Linked DNA regions of Arachis hypogaea: region 1 is linked to region 2. Evidence: chromatin contacts called from public Hi-C data. All regions are on one chromosome and are shown on one strand. Each heading gives the region's core, a stretch centred on a gene start, on an enhancer-like site or on the middle of the called end of the contact. The rest is flanking DNA. Distances are from core to core; before and after follow the strand shown. Region 1 holds the start of LOC112715381 (putative serine/threonine-protein kinase-like protein CCR3). Region 2 holds the start of LOC112715379.

What was found. Hi-C and Micro-C count contacts between places; a contact is called where the count stands out from the background.
Region 1: a Hi-C map of leaf shows a contact between it and region 2, with 5 times the contacts expected there. The contact joins the promoter of LOC112715381 here to the promoter of LOC112715379 in region 2. A contact is called at or near these places in 2 of 8 Hi-C or Micro-C datasets (leaf and an unstated tissue).

What each region holds. Positions count from the first base shown.
Region 1 is chr10:23,485,708-23,490,626 of arahy.Tifrunner.gnm2.J5K5, reverse strand. LOC112715381 (putative serine/threonine-protein kinase-like protein CCR3) reads right to left here and starts at 3,200. Exons shown (of 1, transcript XM_025767134.3): 1 at 304-3,200. The coding sequence starts at 2,885. The coding sequence ends at 444.
Region 2 is chr10:23,263,445-23,267,812 of arahy.Tifrunner.gnm2.J5K5, reverse strand. LOC112715379 reads left to right here and starts at 1,324. Exons shown (of 3, transcript XR_011866517.1): 1 at 1,324-2,215; 2 at 3,554-4,368.

The DNA.
Region 1 (4,919 bases), core at 1,951-4,450, 220 kb before region 2:
TAAAATATTTTACATAGTCATCTATCTCATCTATTATTTTCGTTAATATAGCATTATGTAATTTTGATCATTCATATTACTAATGTAAAATATAGTTATTTTCACTAATATAGCATTATGAATTTAAATTTATATGTAAAACTATTTTTCACATTAACCGTGTATTAAAATTAAATTAAAAAAATACAGAAAATGAACCATTTTTAGTTTGGTTATTAGTAATATAGCAAAAATTCTACAATCTACGCTACACATGCATGCTAGATGAGAATGCTAACTAATACATTGAGAATCAAGGGACAATTTTTACAGCAGAACACTATATTCATATAATTTATCAAAAAGAATCAATGAAAAATTGACAAAAGAATTCAATATGCTTTTCTTCCTCTTTTAGTCTCTTTAATTAATGGGGTTTGAAACTTTGAACACAAACTCTCATCTCAATCTGAGACAATGGAGATTATACCACTCGAATTGCTATCATGATGATGAGAACCTTCACAAAGAAGCAATGCACGCTCTAAATTGGTAACAATATCAGAAATGGTTGGTCTATCTTTTCCTTCCAAATTCACACAAAGCATTGCAATCTTTGCCATCAATTCCACTGCCTCAGCTTCATTTGCATCTGGTGGTCCAACCCTAGGGTCCAAAATCTTCGCCAATTCCTCACTCAAAATTGCAGGCACGGCGAAGTCCACCACACTCATTGGTGTGTCGCCATCTTCGCCATTCTTGAATATCGCTCGCTTTCCGGTTAATAGTTCTAAAAGAACTACTCCAAAGCCGTAGACATCACTCTTTGCCGTTATCACATTTAGGCCATAGTACTCAGGATCAATATATCCAACCGTTCCAGCTGCCTTCATCGGCCGATGATCACGGTCTGGCTCTGGACTCATCAAAGACAATCCAAAATCGGATACCCTAGCAGTCCAATTTGCATCGAGGAGGATGTTGGAAGACTTGATATCTCTATGGATTATGGATGGAACCGCATAATTGTGGAGATATTCTATCCCCCGAGAGGCGTCCAAGGCGATTTTGATCCTCATTTTCCACGAATTCAAGACACTGCTACTCTTCTCCACATTGTTCTTGGCGTGCAAATGATCATACAATGCACCATTCTTCATGTAATCATAAACCAAGAGCCTCTCCTCTTTCTCCTCACAGAAACCAACTAGCCTAACCAAGTGCTTGTGGTGTAGCCGCGACAAAAAGGACAATTCGGACTGAAACGCGCTTTCTTTCTCTTGAAACTTCTTCAATTTAGAGCCAGTTTCGCCCCTCTTGATCGCCACCTCACGGCCGTCCACAAGCTTTCCCCTGTACACAACTCCAAAGCTTCCAGCCCCAATCTTGTTCTCAGGCGAGAAATTGTCCGTTGCAGCTATTAGCTCGGCCAAGGCGAATTCCTCAGCCCTATCAGGGTGTTTTGTGGATGAGGTGCCACTCCTCTGGCGGCGCATTATCCTCGAACCTTGTCGCATAATCGTGGAAGTCCTCGAAAGAGGCCTGCTATTGTTCCTACTATTGTTGGAAACACCACTTGAAGTACTACTACCTCTTGTGATTGTTGGCTGCACAGAATTGTGCACTTTCTTCTTCCCAAAACAAACACCATTCCACAAACAATAAACAATTGTGCAAATTCCAGCAACAGCACCAACTGATCCAACAATAGCAAATGCCAATAAACCCCTAGTCAATGTCCTCGACCGCGACCTCTGCCGAGGAGCAGGCCCCGGCGGCAGCGAAGATGGAACCGTTGCCGCTGGTGGAGCTTGAATTGGAGACCAACAAGGCTTGCAAATGTTGCTATCAGAATCGGAACACAGAGATTGAGAATCAGGATATGGACCACAATTATCACAAGAGGATTGAACACAAGGACCCGGAAGAACACTAGGCAATGGAAGTTCAAATCTTGAACCATTATTATTAGGCCAACCAGGACCCCAACAAAGAACACTAAGATTACGTGTCACTAATCCACAAGTGAAGTTAGACCCAGAAACAATTACCTCGAAGGAAACACCTTTTGTTACTTCCGATGTGAAATTACCATCACCACCCCAACAAACAACGCTTCCAGTTCCATTCAACCTTCTCAAAGCACATCCATGGCTAGCACCAAGTGCTAATTCACCAAATTCCCAAGCTTCATTTTTTGGAACATCAAGTTGCCCAAAATTGTCGTTGTCCCCTATGCAAACCAGAAATCCAGTTGAATTCAACCCACAAACGTGTGAACCACCAGCGACAATGCTCCACATAGACATGTTCTTAAACCCATTTTCAATCACTCTTGAAATTACCGTTTCACCCCAACATCGAACTTGAGAACTGTTCTTCAGAATCCCGCAAGAGAATCCTGACCCAGATGAGATTGAAGAGAATTGAAGAGACCTAGATGGGGACTTGAACGTTTTGCTGGTTCTCCAGCACGTAACGGTTCCGGCGCCGACCACGGTGGCGCAAACGTGGGTTTCTCCGACGGCGAGATTCTCCAATAGAACAGTGTCGTTGTTGTAGAGTCTCTTTGGTGTGAAGGTTCCGTTGGTGGTGGTGATGGTGTTCCAACAGAGCAAGGTGCGGTTGCCGGACCTGAGGCCGCAGAAGAAGGTGGCGCCGCCGGAGACGGTGGAGAATGAGATGTTAGGGGGAACGGCGGGGACAAGCTGACTACCGAGGCGGGAGCACTCAATGCGTTGGGTGGATTCCCCCGCGACGACGCCGCAGACGGTGTCGGAGGCGTCGGTGACGGCAAGGGTAGCGCCGGAGCCGAGAGCATGGGAAGTGGGGATCAGTAGAGAGAGCGTGAATATCACCGCGGCGGAGAGACGAAGGATTTCGGAGGAGGAAAGTGGTGTCATCATCTAAAAGAACGGATTTTTAAGTGAGAGGTGGCGGCGGCGGCGGCGGTGGTTGGCGGCGGTTTCAGGTGCCTCATTTGCAGGTGGTGTTTTCTGAAAGAAAGAAAGAAACGAATTGAAGTTGTGATGTCTTTTTTTTTCCTTCTCTCTTTGGGGCTGTGGAAGAAAAGGAATGAGGAAAAGAGAATGTGAGAAGAAAAAAGAGTTTTAAATGTTTGTTAGTTGTGGAATGTTGAATTTAGAGAGAGAGAGAGAAGTGAAGGTGGCTTTTCAGCCTCTCTAATCTCTGATCAAAGCTGCTTACTGTTTGCCTTTATAAGACTTGTTTGCTTCTCCTTTATACACAAAGACAACTTTTCTTTTTCTGTTATTATTTACTACTTATTTAGCTATCTCTTTCTATTTTTCTCAACTGTTCTCCATTTTCTACTCACACTCTTTATTTTCACTCATTTTTTTTTTAATTGTGACCATTTTAAATCAACCTCGATTAAATTTTGGCTAATTTTTTGAAATCGATGAAAATTGTATATTATCTATTAGAATAGTTAGCTTGCGTATTTTTTTAATATGAAGTATAATTTTTTAATTATAATTAATAAATCAAGTCATCAGACTTGAGTGATAATAAAATTTGTAAAATAAAGGTGAATTTTAAAATTTTAGAATATATAAATGAAGAGATCAAATTTCATAAAATATAATTTTTAAAATTTTTTGAATTACAAATTAAATAATTAGATTATTAATATATAAATATCGATTTTACATATAATCAAATAAATCGAACCTTCAGATTTATTTATAGTATATGTAAAAAAATATATTCAATGTCTAATTTTTTTTAAAATTATTATTGGCCAATAAATTATTGTATGTACAAGACGAGATTTAAACTTCTAACATTTATTTAAGTTGGCTAATAAATTAACCACTAGACCAATTCAACTTCGTTTAACTTTCTATGGCCTTGCCCATCACATTTTGCTTCCTAATATATTAATTAATTTCTGTAAATATTTTTGTGAATTATAATTTTTAAATTATTTTTATTAGTTCCTCTACTTCTTATTCTCATGTTCTTTCTACTATCACACTTATTAAATTTTTTACATCGTACTTTTTTCCTTCCGTTTCATTTTTTTATTTAATTTTGGGAGTTCATAAATTTACACTTTCAGAGAAAATTGGAAATTTGGAATTACGTAATTTTATGAGGATTTTTAATTTATTTTTTAAATTGTACCACAAATTTGTGTGATTTCAAATTTAAAATACAATCATAATTCTTTGTGAATTTTAGAATCTCATAAATGAGTTAAAAATAACATATATTTACAAAAAAAGTTAAATAAGGATGAACGAAATTATTATTAAAAAATTTTAAAAACTAATTTTTTTAATAGATTAAGAATTTAGAAAATCAATTTGATTAATTGAGGAGACATTTTTATCATCCTTGACCAACTTCTTCAAATCTCAATTTTTATAATACTTCGTGTTTCATGGATGATTGTAATCATTTAGCTGCTTAAGATAAGAGAGTAAACAAGTTTTATATTCAGAGACGATGAAAATATATAGCAGATGAATAGCAAGTGAAATTTTGATTTAATTTTTAAAATTTTTGATATTACAATTTTAAATTAATTAATTAATAATAAAATTTATATTAAATTGAACAATTTTATAATTTAAATCTAAATACAATTTTACATTTTATATACTTAATTTATTTTTTTAATTTTACGTAAATTCTCGGTTTTTTCTAACTTGGTCAACACCATACCATTTAATTTTGTTGACTAGTAGATAGATAACATACTCAAACTCATGTACACCTTCAATTCAATCATCCATTACAACCGAAGGATTTTTATTTTTATGTATTACCTTTATCGATAAATTTATATTGATATTCGTTATGTATTTTTAAAAAAGATTGACTTTTCCGTCATTTAGAAAAATAAATACTTTTATGTAAAGGTGACTGATAATTATTAGTACAAATTTTTTAAAGTTAACATTATTCAATCA
Region 2 (4,368 bases), core at 75-2,574:
TAAAACAGCGATCTCATTTACTAGAAAATTAGTTCTTAATTGCCCAACTAGATGGAACTCAACTTATTTGATGTTAGAAACTACTTTGTTGTATAAAGCAGTCTTTTCTAGGTTAAGGCATAAGAAACCCCAATATAAAACTGTGCCAAGTAATGAGGAGTGGAAACTTGCGAAGAAAATATGTGATAGATTGAAGTTGTTTTATGATGTTACTCAACTGTTTTCTGGGTCTAAATTTTCGACTGCTAATCTTTATTTTACTCTGGTTTGTAAAATAAAAGTGTCATTGAATGAATGAGAAATTTCTACTAATCCGTTAATTGCTAATATGACATTTAACATGAAAAAGAAATTTGAAAATTAATGGGGTAAAATTCATAGCATTATGGGTGTTGCTGCTGTTTTAAACCCTAGGTACAAGATGGTTGGGGTTGAGTTTCAATTTAAAAAAATGTATCCAAATCCAAGAGAATACTACAAGCAAGTTGATAGAATTCATCAGTTGTGTAATGAGTTGGTTAATGAATACACTCACAAAATGAGTTCTGATGTGTCACATATCGGTGTCGATGTTGGTACAAAAGAAGTTAATGAAAGTGGAAATGCAAGTTTATTTGGGGGTGATGATTATATGGTGTATCTTAAAAGAAGAAAAATGACAAGGAGTTCATATGTGAATGTTGAGTTTGATCATTATCTTGAGGAGGAGATTCATCCTTCAAATGATCCTAACTTTAATGTTTTGAAATAGTGGAAGAACAATCAGATGAAATTTAAAGTTCTTGCAGAAATAGCTAAGAATATATATGCTATTCCGGTGTCCACTATTGTCTCTGAATCTGCTTTTAATACAAGTGGTCGTGTAATTTCTCATCATCGTGCAAAGCTCAAACAAAACATAATTGAAGTTTTGATGTGTGGCCAAAGTTAGTTGTGGGCACTTTTCGAAAGTAAAGATGATATATTGTTTAATCATTATTTATGTTAATTTTTTACATAGTACCAAATAATTTGTTAATTGTTATCTCTTTTAATTTTCAGGTTTAAATTTTGATTTGCAAACTTTTAATGATGATGAAGATGTTAAAAGTGATTAAGAATAAAAGTTGAGAATTCCTTTATATTTAATATTGTAATTTTTTTTATTATGATGTTAAATTTGTAGTGATCTAATACTTTTTTTTAATTTCAAGTTATTTGAATTAATGACATTATATGAATTTTATATTTATATTTTAATTTATTTATAAATTTTAAATTTTTATCTTAATTTATATATAAATATATAAAAATTAAAATATTTAATTTTTATAGAGATAGAACGAATCCCCACAATTCGAATTCTATAATTTACTATTTGCAAATAATGATAGGGCGAGGAGTATATCAGTATTAGGATGGCGGAACGAAATCGAGTAGGATGGGGTCGGGTAGGACAAAAATCCACACCTACTGCCACCCCTAACGACGGTTGCCATTTCCCTTTCCGTGCGTACGGATGTGTGTTGGTGCGTACGCACTCTCTTACAAAATTGAACCCCCTGAACCCTAGCCTATCTTCTTCTCCTTTCTTCTTCTCTGAGCCAACCAACGTCCATCATCTTCTCCACCATCATCACCAGCCCTTTCCCGTCTGTCACCCACAACCGATACAGAGCCACCACGTCTCTCTCTCTTTCTTATTCTTCCCCTCGCCTCACCTCCGCCGAGCCCAGAACCCACCGTACCACCACAACGCCGCCGGAGCCCCATCTTCTGCCGAACCAGCCTCCACCCACCATCATAAAACCACTGGAGCCCTCTTCCCCCTGCCCGAACCCTGGCTCCGCCAACCACCACCGCGAACCACCGTAGCCTCCACCATCGACGAGCCACGGCGACCCAACTCTCCTCTCCTTTCTCCGCGAGCCCAGAGCCACCAGCTCCTCCTCGCCGTCGTCCACAATCACCTTCGCGCTAACCCAGAGCCCACCGTCCGCACCAGCAGCTTCCTCTTCTCCTTCCCAGCGCGTCTCAAAGCCTTCCCTGTCTCTGCTTCCGGTGCCAAAACTGCCACACTCCAGCCCTGTTCTCCAGTTTCCGGCCAGCAATCCGCCAACGCCAGCACCATCCTGAAGCTGCCGTGCTCAACACCACCCAGTGACGCTGCTTGTCACTGCTGCTCCAACTCCTGTTTCCCCTGTTTCTTTGTTTTTCTTTTCTGTTCTTCAAACAGGTTTTAATTCAACTTCCCTTTGAATTCTTATCTGTTTTACTTAAGTTAGGATTAGTATATGTTAATTTTTATTTGGTAATTGAATTGGTTAAGATTATTTGCTGCTGTTAGGTTGCTTTAGTGTAGAATTAGGGTTAGTTCACAGACAATTAATCATGCTATTATGTTTCTTGAGTTCGAATTTCATTTGTTTGGAATGGATTGACTGAATTGCTGCTGAATTACTCAGATATATTGCGGATTCTTGTAATTTGATGCTGATTTTGTGAATGGAGGTTGAATGAATACTTGGTTGTGATAATTGATTTGTTTAATGCCTTTGCATGCCAAGTATTCGACAATATGCCTCAAAGAGCTTTTCTTAAAAACTTATGAGGCAATCTTTGGAAATCAATATTTGTTACACATGTTTATTGTTCTTATGCATTGGTAATGAATTTGATTTGTTCTAATTGACCAAATTGTTAAATTTTTGAATGATTGAGGCATTTATCTAATGGTACAAGATTAATTAAACTGGTCCTATTTAATCCAATTATATTAACTTTGTGCGTTTCATTGGATTTGGGTTATATTAGGAATGAAACTGAATTTTTAAATTGAATCTTGTGTTATTAGTTAAATGAATTACATTGGTGTTTGAACTTGTTCCTCTTACGTTGCTTGAGCACTGTTCTTGTTTAGTTCATACACCGTTGTTTGTGAATATGCCTCTATGATTATTTTGGATTTTAAATTGCATGTTGTAGCTACCATGTGATTTAGAATGTTTGATTTTGCTTGGCATGATTCATTAAGCTTCATTGTGTAAAGGATTGTAATGCGATGAAAAGTATTTGTTGATGGAGTTTTGAGTGTTTATGTTGTGTGTAAATGCCAAGTTGGCTTCTTTGAAAGTTAAAAAAAAATTGAATTTCAATCACAACATCACACATTTTAAAGCATTTCTTTTGTACAATCCATCACATTGCATCAATTCTTGAATTGCCTAAGTGATTATTGAGCTTCTTGTTGCTTGTTTACTAATTAGTAGCTTGCAATTATTTTGAAATCACTTTAGGCACACTAATTGAGTGTAATTTGAACCTTGATTGAAGTAATGTGACAGAGTGCTTTCAGTTCTCCAATGTGTGAATTTTAAACTGCCGGTAAACTTAGAATTCACACATTGCTTTCTTCATGTCACAAACACATCAATTTAACTCATTGTAGTGTATTCAACCTCACTCTCCTTGTTTGAATTAATTCTTGATTTAAGTATTGCTTTGCTTTGTTTTACTCATCTTGCTTGCATCACTTGTAGTTATATTTTAATATATTCTCTTTTACATTTTTCAGGATGAGTCATCGTAAAAATAAAAAAAAGGAGATGGACATGGATGCGGAGGATACCCTGAATAAACTTTCTATATTTGTTTTGATTAATGCTGCTGTTTGGAAATGTTGCTGTTTCATTGATTTTTTTTCTGTTTGTTGCTGGTGATTTGCCCGTGCTTATTTGGCTTGGTTGATGCTGCCGCTTGAACCTATTACCTTTGTTTATTGTGTTGTTTTGGTGCTAAATTTTGGACCATTATTTCTGTTCATTGTTCATGGCTGTTGGAATGAGCCAGTTGCTAGGTATTGTTAATGGTTGATGGTGCAGTGATGATTTTGACCAAAATTCTGAGTTTAGGTTATTATTGCTGCTGGTTGCTTAATGGGTTAAAACTTAATTGTTCATTGCTGTTGTTGCTGTTTACTGGCCTATTTGTGATTTCATATGAATTTACATCTGGTTTTTGCATGTTTAAATGTTAAAGCATTCATAGGAAGTTTGAATTGATTGGTTGAATTGGGAAAATAGGCCAATTTGCTGCTGAAATGCTGCCGGATTTTTCCTAACCATGTTTCATTAAATGACATTATCTTATTTGGTGCAACAAACTCTATTTGACGGATTTCTGTGTCAAAAAGAATCTTGTTTGCTAAATGGTTTTGGAAATTTCCCGATGAGCTTCCTTACAAGTATCGGTCAATTCTTGAACTTGTTTTAAATTGTGTTATTCATAAGTATCACATAGCCTTAATTGATTTTTCAATTGACCATAAACTTGAAATTCTTTTGAGAATTTGAGCCTCTTTTGCGTAAACTCACAAGTTTGAAGGTTTTA